Linked DNA regions of Pan troglodytes: region 2 is linked to region 1. Evidence: chromatin contacts called from public HiChIP or PLAC-seq data. All regions are on one chromosome and are shown on one strand. Each heading gives the region's core, a stretch centred on a gene start, on an enhancer-like site or on the middle of the called end of the contact. The rest is flanking DNA. Distances are from core to core; before and after follow the strand shown. Region 1 holds the start of CERS2 (ceramide synthase 2). Region 2 holds the start of MCL1 (MCL1 apoptosis regulator, BCL2 family member).

Region 1 (7,717 bases), core at 2,429-4,928:
TATTTAATTAAACAGACGGAAGCCTTCTGAACTGAACAAAATTAAATGTAATTATCCACAGTGGAACTTTCCCCACACAAACACACACTTTTTTCCTAGAGAAAAGTTGTAGAAAATTGAATAAAGAAGGGACAAGGGTAGAAAATGCACAGAGAAGGGACAATGCGGAACACTTTGATGTGTGCACATGGCCCCCTCTTCCCACTTTTTTGCTCAGCCTGATTGGAAGCGAGAAATCAGCCTGACCCAGTCACCTGACTGCTATCTCTTGGAGCCCAACTTCTCCAGGGAAATGTAAAGCCAAAGGTACCATGTTGCCCTGGCAGTCCTAGACTTCAGATCCCATCCCCAACCAGGTCTGTGAAAACTGGCAGGGATGTTTCTCTAGTCAGGCAGCAGGCTGGAGTCGCAGAGGGAGGGTGGAGCCCCTGCTGGACTCCTGGGGCCCAGGAATGTCTCATGCCTGCAAAGCAGGGGGTGGGGGGCAGGCAAAGTAGGCACTAGAGCATGGTCAAGGACAGACACCTGGGCAGTGCAACTTCCTCATCCCCAAGATGAGATAGCGCCTGTCCTCTTCCACTCCAAGCAGGGAGAGTGGAAGACTTGGGAAATGCAGATTAATGGGGGCTTTTACACCGAGGTTGCAGGCTTCCCATGACCACAGCCCTCCATGGTGGTCCTGCACCTCCATTAGCAGAGAGGCACTACCCCCATCTCCCCAGCAGGGAGGCCCCAGATTCAGCAGGGTCAGGACCTCTGACTCAACATGAAGAGAGGGGAGGACAGCTGGGGCCTGGCCGGCCTCACTTACACATCCCCACAGAACCAAAGAGTTGGGTCCCTGTGGCAGTACTGGGGAGGCCTCTTAGCACCAGCACACAGATCCAAGCAAGACCCCATAAACAAGAGGCTGGGGCAAGAAAAGCTGAAGTGTACACACGGTAAGGAGACAACCCTGTTTTTCCAGGCCCCCTGGGCCTTCAGGGCAGTTACTTGACTTCTTATGGAGAAAATCACATCTAGAAACACTTTTCCACCCAGACTTCACTCCCCCATACACATGAAGAGACATGGTATCTGTCTACGCTCTCTCTCACACGCACCTGCCTTGGAGGCACAGATGCCACTTTCTGAGGCACAGGCTGGAGAGGGGCCAGAAGAGCAGGGATTTAACTGGCATTGGATTAGCAGGAACTTGAGCAGCACTCTGTCCAGCCCCAACCTTTGCCCCAACTCTGACTGACACCCCCACAAGACCCCTCTAGGTGGATGAAAGGAGCAGAGGATCCCCATGGGAGTCTGTAGATCCAAACGGCTGAGAAGGCAGAAGTTTCGGCCTGAGAGGAAGGAATTCTCTCAGACTCCAGGTGGTCAGTCTGACTGGCTCTCATAGTTTGGAAGAATAACTGAGGAAAATAGAAAGGAGTTGTTGACAAGGGAGGAGTGACAAAGGTCCCACCGGCTCCCTGCTTCCACTGAAGAAGTCCTGAATAGTCTTCCTTGTTGAAAACTTTCAGGCAACAGAAGCAGGTCATGAACTATAAGTCTACAAGCCATGGATGGAGCCAATGAGAGGTGTGTTATCCCTCCAGGCTGCAGGATGGGCCTCAAAATAAGCCAGATTGTAAAAAAGAGGTGGGTGAGAGGCAGTCAGAACAGTAGTCCTTAGCCTCATCTGGCCTACAGCTTGTCTGCAAAGTCCCACCAAAGGCCTCCACGGACCCAAACACTGCATGAGACTATGGCCCCAGGGGCAGGGAGACGCCGGTAGGTTTGAGAGACAGCTGGGGCGGTGTTGAAGGACACAGTGAGGGATCAGCCAGCCTGTGGCCAGTGACAGGGGAAAAAGGAGGCCCTTCCTCCCAGGGGAAAATCTGGCCAGAGGCCCCAGTGAGGGGAGTGGGGGACCAGGGGAGAAAAGGATCCCTTTCTGGAACAGACTGTGCAGATCACGGTATGGTCAGCGCCAGGTCCTCAGGGACAGGACTGCAGGCAAGTCCTTACCCTTAGGAGCCCCTTTACATGTGCAGCCACTCACACCCCGGTGCGGTCATCCCGACTCCGGTATGCGGCAGCAACCGCCACCCACCCCTGCCCCAGCACAGATATGGGGGTGACTGCCTGCTGGAGACCTGCTCGGACTCACTTCTCCAGGAACAGGGGCTCACTGCATTCGCCACGATCCTCAGAACCCCCTGAACCTGGGCCTGGCAACTCAGGTGACTGAAACCAGGTTTTGATGCCAGGAGCTAGGCTTAGGGAGGGAGAGACTCCAACTGCAGGCTAAAGATGAGTGCTCTACACCTGCAGTCAACCCACTTGCCACGGGCCTCTAGTGATTAACAAGCTACGGCCCAGAAAGCCAGTTCCACCAGGAGCTCCCTTGCCAGCCACCCACACCTCATAACGGTATGCCTTAGCCCTACCGGGCCGGGGCAGGCGCTCTGGGCCGCTCCTTCCTGTTTCCCGTTAAGCACATGGAAGCTCTGACCTCGCCTGCGAGGTGGGCACGGTGGGCCGGTAGGAAGAAAACGGGGCAGGGCCCTCCCCTCTCCTCCCACCCAAGCCACAGGACGCGTCCAGGCCAGGGCAACCCCGCGGGCCGCTGCCAGGGTGGAGGCTCTCGCGCCAATGGTCACCAAGCTCCTCCACTCCCCAACAAAGGGAAGCCCGCGGCTCGGCCCCGTCGCCCGCAGCCCCCGCGTCCCCACCTTCCGCCCTACCTGTTGCCCGGGAAAGCTTCTCCGGCTCAGGGCGGCGCTGCCGCGGACACCGCGGCGCCAGGCCCGCCGGCCCCGGCCGCTCCCTTGAGGCGCTGCGCCCGCCTTACCCGGCGGCCGCCGCCATGAGCGCCCGCAGCGCCCCCCGCCAGCGCCGCCTCCCTCCTCGCCCCGGCCCCGCGGCCTTCCCAGCCCGACCCCTCCGTGGCCCCGCGACAAAGCGGCACCCGGGGCTCCCAACTTTTCCGCAGCCCCTTCCCACCCCCGCGCGGGGCTCGGGCGCCGGGCGGGGGCCCCGACTCACCCGGCGGCAGCGCTGGCGGGGCCGGGGCCGCTGCTCCGTGTACTCCGTCTGCTCGGGTGGCTGCTCCGAGGCCCCGAGGCCTGGCTCCCCGCGCCTCTCCTCCCTCTTCCGCCCGCCCGCCGGCCCGCGCCCGCCCTCGCCCTCCCTCCTCCGCCAGCCGCCGGCGCCGCCGCCGCCGCCCGCCGAGCCCAGTCGAGCTGAGTCCGAGCCCAGCCGGGAAAAGGCCGCGAGCAGCCCAAGGGCCGGGAGGCTGGGCGTGGACGGGAGGGGAGGGCGGGGCGGGCCTCTGCGCTGCGGCTGCCCCTTCGCCCCGGCGCGGGAGCCCAGACCCCAGCCCTCCGCTCCCGGCCCCACAGCCGCGTCCACGCCCGTCACCTTGCGCTAGAGAAGCCGCCGACGTGGGGAGGCGGGTGCGGGCTCCTTCCGCCACTTCGGTCTCTTTTCGGGGTGGGAGGTCTCCCACTGGGACCGACACAGACGCACTGGATGCCGCGGGGTCCCGGGCTCCGAGTGGCGGTGTCCCTGCCCCCTTACTCCTACCCACCCCCACCCACCCCCAACTGCTGTGCGGCCCCCGGTGCCCGCCAGGGTGGGCACATTCCCACTTCCAGCCCCACGGGGCGCGGGCGGAGGAGGGTGCAGCCCGGGGATCCTGCCCAAGTGCCTCGCGCCGAAGCTGAAAACCTCTCCAGGGCAGACCGAAGCAGCCGACCCTCGAGACCCAGTCGGAGCCTGCGATCACTCGGGCGACCCTCGCCTACCCCGCCGTAAAAGCCGCGGCCTTTCCACCTAGGTGCTACGGGACCTACCCCCGTGGCAAGGAAGAGCAAACCCGAACTTGCGCACACCCGGCGGCCCTGTCTGAAAGAGCCACCCCAACTTTTGTTTTGTAAAATGTATGAGTTTTCAAATGACACCACGTTTATCCGTATTCGATTTCGTGTTAAAAAGTGTTTTCCGGCCGGGCGCGGTGGCTCACGCCTGTAATCCCAGCACTTTGGGAGGCCGAGGCGGGCAGATCACCTGAGGTCAGGCGTTCGAGACCACCCTGGCCAACATGGTTAAACCCTGTCTCTACTAAAAATACAAAAATTAGCCGGGCACGGTGGCTCGCGCTTGTAATCCCAGCTACTCGGGAGGCTGAGCCACGAGAATCGCTTGAACCCTGGAGGTGGAGTTTGCAGTGAGCCGAGATCTCGCCACTGCACTCCAGCCTGGGCGACAGAGTGAGACTCCGTCTCAGGAAAAAAAAAAAAAAAAAGTGTTCTCCCCTTGGCCTGGCGCGGTGGCTTATGCCTGTAATCTCAGCACTTTGGGAGGCCGAGGTGGGCAGATCACTTGAGGTCAGAGTTCAAGACCAGCCTGGTCAACATAGCGAGACCCCCAACTCCTTTATAAATTAAAAAAAAAAAAAGTTTTCCCCTTGAGTCGTGTGGTAAAATTACTGTTTCAGAAGTAATTACTGTTGGAAGATGCAACATGGTTTTCCTAGAAAGCTGGTCTTAACTCCTAACGTGAACGAGTGGTGACTAAGATGTATTTGAGGGCTCCTATACAGGGAGAGCTGCAGCTTACTCCATGGAGAGGTACTTTTGTCAAATTTCTCACCTAGATGAAGTATTGCCTTTTTTATGCTGTTGCAATCAGAGCCTCTGACAGTAGCTTGTTTCCCCGTTTATCTGGTCAAGTCCTCGTAGGAAGGAGTGCAACCCCCACTAATCCAGTTGGAGGGCCCATCCCTCATCTCAGGCCCTTTCTGGAGGGTAAGGAGGTAGAGGCTGTCTGACCCAACTGTTTGTTCTGCCTCTCTTTTCAGGGGGACCCGCAGCCCTGACACACCATGGGAAAGATGAGAGTGGTGGCCCCTAACCAGCTCCCAGGGTTTCTCTAGGCTTTTCTAAGCCCCAGGCCTGCCTGATCTCCCAGTTTCCAGCAACCCCTCCAGCTGTGTTTTTCTCCTCCCTCCCTTATTAGCATATCTTCCATTGTATCTTTCTTTCCTTTCTTTTTTTTTTCCCCCTTTGGAGAGGAGGTCTCACTCTGTCACTGCAGCCTCGACCTTCCAGGCTCAAGCTATCCTCCACCTCAGCCTCCCAAGTAGCAGGGACCACAGGCGACGCCACCACGCCCGGCTAATTTTTGTATTTTTGAGATTTCACCATGTCGCTCACGCTGGTCGTGAACTCCTGAGCTCAAACCATCCACCCACCTTGGCCTTTCAAAGTGCTGGGATTACAAGCGTGAGCCACCTTGCATCCCAATTGTCTCTTTCTACCCGCTTGGAACTCTCCTCCTTCAGCCTTCTAATTCCAAAGTTCCCTCTTCCTTTCTTCAGTGCTCTCCCCAGAGTCCTTATCTGCTACACACCTACACACCTTTTTTCCAGCATAGTTCCAGGGCTCTTTGGGCCGCAGCTCACCTTCGGGTCTCTAACACTCTCCACACCTCCGTCCTATTCATCTTCCTTCTTTTAGTTCTGAATCCCTTTCTTGTGGTTTTCCTAAGTGCCAGGCTTTCCTGTAGTCCCTACCAGACTTTTCAAATGCTTCCTCAGGAGAACTGAAGACTGGTTAACTTTTTTTTCTTTTTTTTAAGATAGCAGTGGGGAGGGGAAGTTCTGGGGCAGAAGTTGGATAACCAGGGCCTGAGAAATAAAGATAAGAGGGTATATTCCTCCCCCAGGAGACAAAAGAGGAGGTGGATGGAGAAGGGGAAACTGGGCCTCAGCCAGCACCGGGATGATGCGACCAGCTTTGTCAGCACGCTTGGGGAGCACACACACCGCTTGCCTTGGCTGGACCGGAGACTGTGATCACCACCCTTCCAACCCATCCCCCAACACGTAGGCTGGCATGGCCACGCCCACAGTGCCCCAAGTGCTGCCTGCCTTGCAGTGACTCACTTCCTCTGTATGGGCTGCTGAACTGTCCCAAGGAGAGGACAGGCCATCTCCAGGCCTTCAGCCCCGAGTTTAGCTATCTGGGCAGGCTTTGTGGATGGGCAAGCATACAGGGAGCCCAAATGTGGAAGGTAGGATTTTCAGGTCAGGTGAAACTGTTAACACTGAAGTCTATTTGGGTAAGAAGCAGAGCCTAGCTAGTACCTAATAGAGATTCAGGGGCCAGGAGTTTCGGGGAGGAAACATTTCCTAACAGAGAGGTAAAATAGCCAAGAGGAGTTTCTATGTATTCTGAAATCAGGCAATGGAAAGTATTTGCAGAAAAGCAATGTAGGGACCAGGCGTGGTGGCTTATGCCTGTAATCCCAACACTTTGGGAGGCCGAGGTGGGTGGATCACCTGCGGTCAGGAGTTCAAGACCAGCCTGGCCAACATGGTGAAACCTTATCTCTACTAAAAATACAAAAGTTAGCTAGGCATGGTGGCACATGCCTGTAGTTCCAGCTACTTTGGAGGCTGAGGCAGGAGAATTGCTTGAACCTAGGAGGGTGAGGTTGCAGTGAGCCGAGATCATGCCACTGCCCTCCAGCCTGGCAACAGAGTGAGACTCCGTCTCAAAAATAAATAAATAAAAGGCTGGGTGCAGTGATTCATGCCTATAATTCCAGCACTTTGGGAGGCTGAGGTGGGCGGATAACCTGAGGTCAAGAGTTTGGGACCAGCCTGGCCAACATGGTGAAACCCCGTCTCTACTAAAAATACAAAAATTAGCTGGGTGTGGTGGTAGGCCCTGTAATCCCAGCTACTCGGGAGGCTGAGGAAGGAGAATCACTTGAACCTGGGAGGCGGAGGTTACAGTGAGCTGAGATCACACCACTGCACTCCAGCCTGGGTGTCAGAGTAAGACTCGGTCTCAATAAATAAATAAAAGCAATGTGGGACTTGGAGGCTGAAGAGGTGGACATGCATGAACAGTGGAGGCGGTGTATGTGGCTGCCTTTCCCCTGTATTCCACTGAGAGGGAGCCCAAATCTGCCTTGCCTGCATTGTGGGATGAAGAAAACACTGAGAGGCAGCTGAGAAACATGGATGCTAGTTCCAACTCCATGGCCTCGGGAAGTCACTCGGACTCCTTGAGTCAGTAATGAAAAGGTAGTAGATTAGAGGCTGGGCACAGTGGCTCATGCCTGTAATCCCAACACTTTGGGAGGCCGAGGCGGGCGGATCACAAGGTCAGGAGTTCAAGACCAGCCTGGCCAACATGGTGAAACACTGTCTCTACTAAAAATACAAAAATTAGCTGGGCATGGTGGTGCATGCCTGTAATCCCAGCTACTCAGGAGGTTCAAGCAGGAGAATTGCTTGAACCAGGGAGTCAGAGGTTGCAATGAGCCGAGATCATGCCATTGCACTCTAACCTGGGCAACAGAGTGAGACTCTGTCTCAAAAAAAAGAAAAGAAAAGGTGGTAGATTAGATCCTCTCTAAGATTTCCTCCAACTCTGCAATTCTAAAATGTACAACATGGGAAAGGAAGGTGATCAGTACATCTGTAAACAACTGCAATCCGGCCCAGAAGTTGAACAAAACAAAACCTAGGGAGAGGAATGAGTTTGTAGCAGGTTTCAATGCAGCGATTGTGAACGCATCACACACACACTCCTCACAGGCAAGGACTTCGCTTCTGCCATGTGACTGAGACTCTGTTGGTCTTCTCCAAATTCAGAGTTCAGCCTGGCAGGCCGGCCAGGAGCCCCTTGGAGAGATTCGGCGTGAGGAAACAGGAGGCCTCACG
Region 2 (7,717 bases), core at 3,804-6,303, 400 kb before region 1:
AGCTCATGAATTCACTTTAAATTTCACCAGTTAAATTAGGTCAAATGGAAGGAACTCAAATGAGTATTGCCCAATCAGAGCCCATTATTTGTAAGTCATCAGTAACCTCAAAACTCCACTTAGACCTAATTATTGAAAACTTGCATACAATGAAGTGAAAGAATTTCCATTCATCAACCTCTCAATCCCAGGTTTTCAAAGAAAAATCTATCTAAGGAATACTTACCAAATCAGATAAGAAAATTTAAACCTGCATAGTTAATCAATCAGATTTGTTCCACTACAACCAGTCTGCATACAGTTACACATCAATTCGTTCTGTATACACTCTAGAACTGAACAGAACAAAGTTTAGCATAGAAAAGCTGTAAGAAACAGGTTCCTAATTACGGAAGTTGCAAAGTTCAAAAGGGTATGAAAAAAACTAATGTAAATTCGATACTTCCTTCGTTTCAAAGAAATAGACTTTCTGTAAAAATATATACAATTTTTACAAATACATTTACAAGTTGTCTTAAGAATTGAGGATATCCATATTCATAACTAATTACTGAGCCTTCCGTCAAGTATTATTGGTGATAAACTAGGCTAATAAAGTAAGAATCATGGAAACCAAGCCAAAGCATAACAGGTATAAAAGTCCTGAACACTTGGACTTTCTATTTCAAGAAGTATACTGGGAAAGCTAATTAGAGAGAGGAAAAGCTTCCCTTGTACAGTACTGAGGCTTACAGTCATAGTTCTATTACTTGTAGCTTTTACACAGGTCACTGGCATTGTTAGTGCTTCTCTTAACACTACAGTAAATTAATGAATTCGGCGGGTAATCAATTCTATGACTTGCCTGGCTACTGGCCACTTTCCTGTTCTCAATAAGGAAATTAAGTCTTTCCACCCTACCATCTTCACTAAATCTAAAAGTCCTCTTCCATAGCTTCCCAAACAAAGTTTGTTTGTTGCTGAAACTGAACTTTGCTTCTTTCAGACAGTGACTCTTCAATCAATGGGGAGCACTCTTCCCATGTATTTATTCTTGTTAGCCATAATCCTCTTGCCACTTGCTTTTCTGGCTAGGTTGCTAGGGTGCAACTCTAGGAAGTTACAGCTTGGAGTCCAACTGCACAAACTGGTTTTGGTGGTGGTGGTGGTTGGTTAAAAGTCAACTATTGCACTTACAGTAAGGCTATCTTATTAGATATGCCAAACCAGCTCCTACTCCAGCAACACCTGCAAAAGCCAGCAGCACATTCCTGATGCCACCTTCTAGGTCCTCTACATGGAAGAACTCCACAAACCCATCCTAGAAAACAAAAAAGAAAAGCACATTTTCAAGTATGGGTTTCTGCTCTCTTAACAACACTACTACCAGAGAGAAGGTAAATTAAAATATCTAAGGTTTCCCCCTAAAGCAATAGTAAACCAATTATTATTCACCCCGGGGCAAAAAAAGAAAATAAGTTCTTCAGTTTCTTAAGCGGGCACCCATGATAGTTAAACTTCATTTTACGGTACTATCTTGGTCTTATTAGGATTTATCCTAACAAAGGGACTTCCAGAGTTCCCATGAGGTAAAAGACGAAAACCCTTATTCTCAAATCTCCACCACCTAATATTTCAGTAACACCTCAACTGCGCAGATCAGTTTTTCTCAACGTAGTTAAATACATCCTGCATCAGATCTGGGTTTCTGTTTAAAACGCAGGCTCCACCCCATATCTTCTCTATTAAAACAGGGAGCGCCTTAGGAATTAATTCAGCTATCCTCCCCCGGTGACTTATTTTTTCATGCTTTGAATCCACTGAAGAGTATTCAACTGAATTGGAACAAAAAATAGCCTAGAGAAAACCAAGATTTTTGATACAATTCAAGACCGCCATACCACTATCTCTAAGGATCCACTACTTAAATCAACATCAAATAAACAATGGTCCTTTAGTTAGAGCCTGCAAACAGCCGTGCGTCATAAAAACCTTTAGATATCCCCACCTCTCTAAAAAAAAATCCTTCATTCTACTTCCACTCCAAGGCCCCTTTCATCCTTAAGGCAAACTTACCCAGCCTCTTTGTTTAACTAGCCAGTCCCGTTTTGTCCTTACGAGAACGTCTGTGATACTTTCTGCTAATGGTTCGATGCAGCTTTCTTGGTTTATGGTCTTCAAGTGTTTAGCCACAAAGGCACCAAAAGAAATGAGAGTCACAATCCTGCCCCAGTTTGTTACGCCGTCGCTGAAAACATGGATCATCACTCGAGACAACGATTTCACATCGTCTTCGTTTTTGATGTCCAGTTTCCGAAGCATGCCTGAGGAAGAAAAGCATGCAGGTCCTCACGGCCTCCTTTGTCTAAACCGGCGCAAGATTCGCCTGCCCACCCGCGGCGGGAAAGTCGCTACTGGGATTTACAGAACTCAGGTTGACCCCACTTGAAATTGACATCCCACCCTTTCCGGTCTTTGAACAAGAGCTGCCATTTCCAAAAGAATCAAGATGGGCGGAAACAATGACTCATGGCCAGAATATTCTGGCTTCAAGAATAGGATGAGACACGTTTCAACACTGACTCGTTTCGGTTTCCAACCCACCCTTGGCGGGTGAGTCCGGGGAGAGATGGAAAAAAGGGAGTGAGGCCTTGGCGATTAATGAACCCCCTTACCTTGGAAGGCCGTCTCATGGTTGCGCTGCACGCCATCCCCAACCCGTCGTAAGGTCTCCAGCGCCTTCCTGCTGGTGGCCCCAGACCTGCCCATTGGCTTTGTGTCCTTGGCGCCGGTGGCCTGCTCCCGAAGGTACCGAGAGATAATCTCCAGGGACTGCCGGTACAACTCGTCCTCCTCCTCCTCTGCTGGCGGCGGCGTCGAGGGTAGTGACCCGTCCGTACTGGTGTTATTACCAGATTCCCCGACCAACTCCAGCAGAGGCAGGACAGCCGGCCGCTTCCCGAGAGGCTCCGGCTCGTACCCGTCCAGCTCCTCTTCGGGCGACATGATGGCGTCGGCGGCCGGGGCTTCCATCTCCTCAAGCGGCGCCGCGCGGCGGGTGGGCGCGAAGAAAAGCAGCCTCGCGGGGGTCGCGGTGACGTCGGGGACCTCGGCGCCAATGGGCGGCGGCCGCGCGACCCTCCGGGAGTCTGGCGTGAGGGTGGACGGGGGGCTTGCGCCAGCGCTTCCGCCAATCACCGCGCCGGCCTCCCCTCCCCCTATCTCTCGCCGGGCCGAGGCCTCCTTCTCCGTAGCCAAAAGTCGCCCTCCCGGAGGGGTGGCGCCGCCGCTGCCGGCCCCCAAGCCGGCCCCCCCACAGTAGAGGTTGAGTCCGATTACCGCGTTTCTTTTGAGGCCAAACATTGCCAGTCGCCGCCGCCGCCTGGCTGAGAAAACTGGGGAAGACCCCGACTCCTTACTGGAAGGAAGCGGAAGTGAGAAGTGGCGAGCAGCTCCTTTATCACGGTTTTAGGGCGGCCAGTCCTACGGGGTGGCGCCAGCGAACTCTTATTTTTTTAAAAAAACTATTCCCATAAAAGGGGAAAGGGGCGGCAGCTTCCGGAGGGTTGCGCACGGCACCTACCGGCTGCCCGGCCGGGCCGGGGCGGGGCCGGGGCCGGGGCCTGAGCGGGGCCTTCCGGTCTTCGGAGGCTCTGAGTGCCGGTTACGTAACGGCGGCTCCGAGCGCCTGGGGTCCTCCCAGGCTCGAGCTCCTCCTGGGCTCGAGCTCTTTCCATGAGCACCTCGGGCCTTCTCGTGGCTACCTCTGTGCTTCCCTGAGACCTGATTTGCGAGCCCTTTTTGCTGGTTTTCGCCAGAGGTTTTTTACCAAATCAAAATTTCAACCATTGACTAACACAGGGGTTGAAGGAAGAAGACGGGGAAGTTCAGTGATGGATGGGAACAACAGTCTTAGATGATAGGGATAATTAAGAGGGCATAGTTGGGGACTTGTGGTTATTTTGCACAGCTCTCTACTCTCAGTCCAATGTTTGGAAATGAGGATGCTCCATGTGCTACCCTAAAGAACCATTTATGTAAGTGGACTAAACTAAAACTGCCACAGCTAAACTATTCCTGCCTCCCTGCTTGCTTCTCCCATCTCTGTTCCATAGTCTTTGGTGCTATTTACATATAGGCCTTAATCCATTAGCATCTCGTCTGAGAGTCTTGACACCATTTTTTGTTTGTTTTGAGACAGAGTCTAGCTCTGTTGCCCAGGCTGGAGTGCAGTGGGGCGATCTCGGCTCACTACAAGCTCCACTTCCCACGTTGAGACGATTCGGTACCTCAGCCTCCCGAGTAGCTGGGATTACAGGTGTGCGCCACCACATCTGGCTAGTTTTTGTATTTTTGGTAGAGATGGGGTTTTCACGATGTTGGCCAGGCTGGTCTCGAACTCATGGCCTCAAGTGACCCGCCTGTCTCAGCCTCCCAAAGTGCTGGGATTACAGCTGTGCGCCACCTCGCCCAGCTGATTCTTGTATTTTTAGTAGAGATGTGTTTCATGCGCGTCTGTGTGAAGACACCACCAAACAGGCTTTGTGTGAGCAACATGGCTGTTTATTTCACCTGGGTGCAGGCGGGCTGAGTCCGAAAAGAGAGTCAGCAAAGGGTGATGGATTATCATTAGTTCTTACAGGTTTTGGGACAGGTGGTGAAGTTGAGAGCAATGTTTTGCGGGCAGGGGTGGATCTCACAAAGTACATTCTCAAGGGTGGGGAGAATTACAAAGAACCTTCTTAAGGGTGGGGGAGATTACAAAGTACATTGATCAGTTCGGGTGGGGCAGAAACAAATCACAATGGTGGAATGTCATCAGTTAAGGCTATTTTTACTTCTTTTGTTGATCTTCAGTTACTTCAGGCCATCTGGATGTATACATGCAAGTCATAGGGGATGCGATGGCTTGGCTTGGGCTCAGAGGCCTGACAATGTGGTTTCACCATGTTGGCCAGGCTGGTCTCAAACTCCTGGCCTCAGGTGATCCACCTGCCTCAGCCTCTTAAAGTGCTGGGATTACAGGCATGAGTCACTGCACCCAGCTGACACCATTTATTTTTATACTGATAATAAGGCACATTTGACTCTAGAGGTTTGTAAAGCCCTTGAGAACAAGGATCTTCTTATATGCCATGTATGTTAGTTAACGTTAATTAAAGCAGCCTTTTTGTTAAAAGATCTGTAAAAATAATAGCTAAAATTCAAAAGCAAGGTGCTGAGAGACATAGGAAAGGTGAGCAAGCTCACTTTTTATTTATTTTTTTGAGATGAGGTCTTGCCCTGTCACCCAGGCTGGAGTGCAGTGGCACCATCAGTGCTCATTGCTGCCTCAACTTCCTGGGCTGAAGTGATCCCCCCACCACAGCCTCGCGAGTAGAGAGGAACACAGGTGCATGCCCCTATACTTGGCTAATTTTTTTATTTCTTGTAGAGATGGGGTATCACTATTTTGCCTAGGCCGGTCTTGAACTCCTGGACTCAGGTGATCCTCCTACCTTGGCCTCCCAAAGTGTTGGGATTACAGACCGGGCTCTGTGCCTCATGCCAGTAATCCCAGCACTTTGGGAGGCTGAGGTGGGTGGATCGCTTGAGCCCAGGAGTTTGAGACCAGCCTGGGAAACATGGCGAAACCCTGTCTCTACTAAAAACACAAAAATTAGATGGGTGTGGTGGTGCGCCTCTGTAATCCCAGCTACTCTGGAGGCTGAGACAGGAGAACTGCTTGAACCCAAGAGATGGAGGTTGCGGTGAGCCAAGATAGTGCCACTGCACTCCAGCCTGGGCAACAGAGCAAGACTCGGTCTCAAAAAATAATAATAATAATGAGGCCTGGCGCGGTGGCTCACACCTGCAATCCCAGCACTTTGGGAGGCCAAGGCAGGCGAATCATCTGAGGTCAGGAGTTTGAGACCAGCCCAACCAACATGGAGAAACTCCATCTCTACTAAAAATACAAAATTAGCCGGGCCGTGGTGGCACATGCCTGTAATCCCAGCTACTTGGAAGGCTGAGGCGGGAGAATCGCTCGAACCTGGGAGGCGGAGGTTGCGGTGAGCTGAGAGTGCGCCATTGCACTCCAGCCTGGACAACAAGAGCAAAACGCCATCTCAAAAATAAATAAATAAATAAATAAAGTGTTGGAATTATAGGCATGAGTCTCCCTCTTCGCCAAAAGTTCCTAATCCCCAAAATGTCACAGTTTAGTAAGGTGATACGGCGTCCATACCACCCATTTATGTTTTGGGCAGGACCTAGAACCATAGGGGTTTATAGTATGAGTGGCGAGGATAGAGCATTTTGTGGTTGTAGTGAATAAGAAATAGTTTCTCTATTTAAGGAATGTCTAATCTTGTACAGCAACTAACCATAATGTGAGATGGAATGTATGCTCTACACAAGGCATTAACAACTTCATTTTGGAGTTAAGAGGTTGGGAAATTCACTTTGGGCTGAGAGAGCTAGAGGAAAGTGTTATGGAGGAGGTAGCTTTGCTCTCATGCTTTATAAAGTAAAATTTTATCAGGTGGTAAAGTGGAAAGAGATTGAGGAAATAGGAGGAGCAATGATTTTTCCTTGTACAGAGGCTAAAAAAGGAAATGCAAGTTTCACTTTAAAATAAATTGCATTTTATTCATTATTTATTATTATTATTTTTTGAGACGGGTATCACCATGTTGCTCAGGCTGGAGTGCAGTGGTGCAGTCTCGGCTCACTGCAACCTTGACCTCCTGAGCTAAAGTGATACTCCTACCTCAGCTTCCCAAGTAGCTGGGACTACAGGCCAGCACCACCATGCCTGGCTAATTTTTGTGTTTTTTTGTAGAGATGGGGTTTCACCATGTTGTCCAGGCCAATCTCGAACTCCTGGCCTCAAGCCATCTGCCCTCCTTGGCCTCCCAAAGTGCTAGGATTATAGGCATGAGCCATTGCACCTGGCCCTATTTATTAGGAAACAAGTCTTGGTCGGGCATGGTGGCTCACGCCTGTAATCCCAGCACTTTGGGAGGCTGAGGCGGGCAGATCACGAGGTCAGGAGATCAAGACCATCCTGGCCAACACGGTGAAACCCCGTCTCTACTAAAAAAGAATACGAAAAATTAGCGGGGCATGGTGGCGGGTGCCTATAGTCCCAGCTACTCGGGAGGCTGATGCAGGAGAATGGCATGAATCCGGGGGGCAGAGCTTTCAGTGAGCCGAGATCGTGCCACTGCACTCCAGCCTGGGCAACAGAACGAGACTCTGTCTCAAAAAAAAAAAAAAAGAAAAGAAACAAAGTAACAAAGTCTTGCTATGTTATCCAGGATGGTCTACAACTCCTGTCCTCAAGGGATCCTCCCACCTGAGCCTCTTGAATAGCTGGGATTATAAGCATGAGCCACCACACCCAGTTACAAATACATTTTATTTTATTTTATTTTATTTTACTTATTATTTTTTTTTGAGATGGAGTCTTGCTCTGTTGCCCAGGCTGGAGTGCAGTGGCACAATCTCGGCTCACCACAACGTCCACCTCCTGGGTTCAAGCGTTTCTCCTGCCTCAGCCTCCCAAGTAGCTGGGACTACAGGTGTGCACCACCATGCCCGGCTAATTTTTGTATTTTTAGTAGAGACAGGGTTTCACTATGTTAGCCAGGCCGGTCTCAAACTCCTGACCTTGTGATCCACCTGCCTCAGCCTCCCAAAGTGCTGGGATTACAGATGTGAGCTGCTGCGCCCGGCCTTTTTTTTTTTTGAG

Evidence for each region. HiChIP or PLAC-seq counts read pairs in DNA pulled down with a chosen protein or histone mark.
Region 2: a contact with region 1 is called in an H3K4me3 HiChIP or PLAC-seq map of stem cell-derived excitatory neurons, with 8 times the contacts expected there. The contact joins the promoter of MCL1 here to the promoter of CERS2 in region 1. A contact is called at or near these places in 1 of 7 Hi-C or Micro-C datasets (stem cell-derived neural progenitor cells) and 1 of 1 datasets of contacts at active chromatin or transcription factors (stem cell-derived excitatory neurons).

Annotation. Positions count from the first base shown.
Region 1 is chr1:98,236,144-98,243,860 of NHGRI_mPanTro3-v2.0_pri, reverse strand. It overlaps CERS2 (ceramide synthase 2), which reads right to left and starts at 3,678. Exons shown (of 11, transcript XM_054670785.2): 1 at 3,400-3,678.
Region 2 is chr1:98,638,652-98,646,368 of NHGRI_mPanTro3-v2.0_pri, reverse strand. It overlaps MCL1 (MCL1 apoptosis regulator, BCL2 family member), which reads right to left and starts at 5,053. Exons shown (of 3, transcript XM_016926498.3): 1 at 2,655-5,053; 2 at 2,056-2,303; 3 at 1-1,300. The coding sequence starts at 3,342. The coding sequence ends at 1,184. It also overlaps the pseudogene LOC129137635.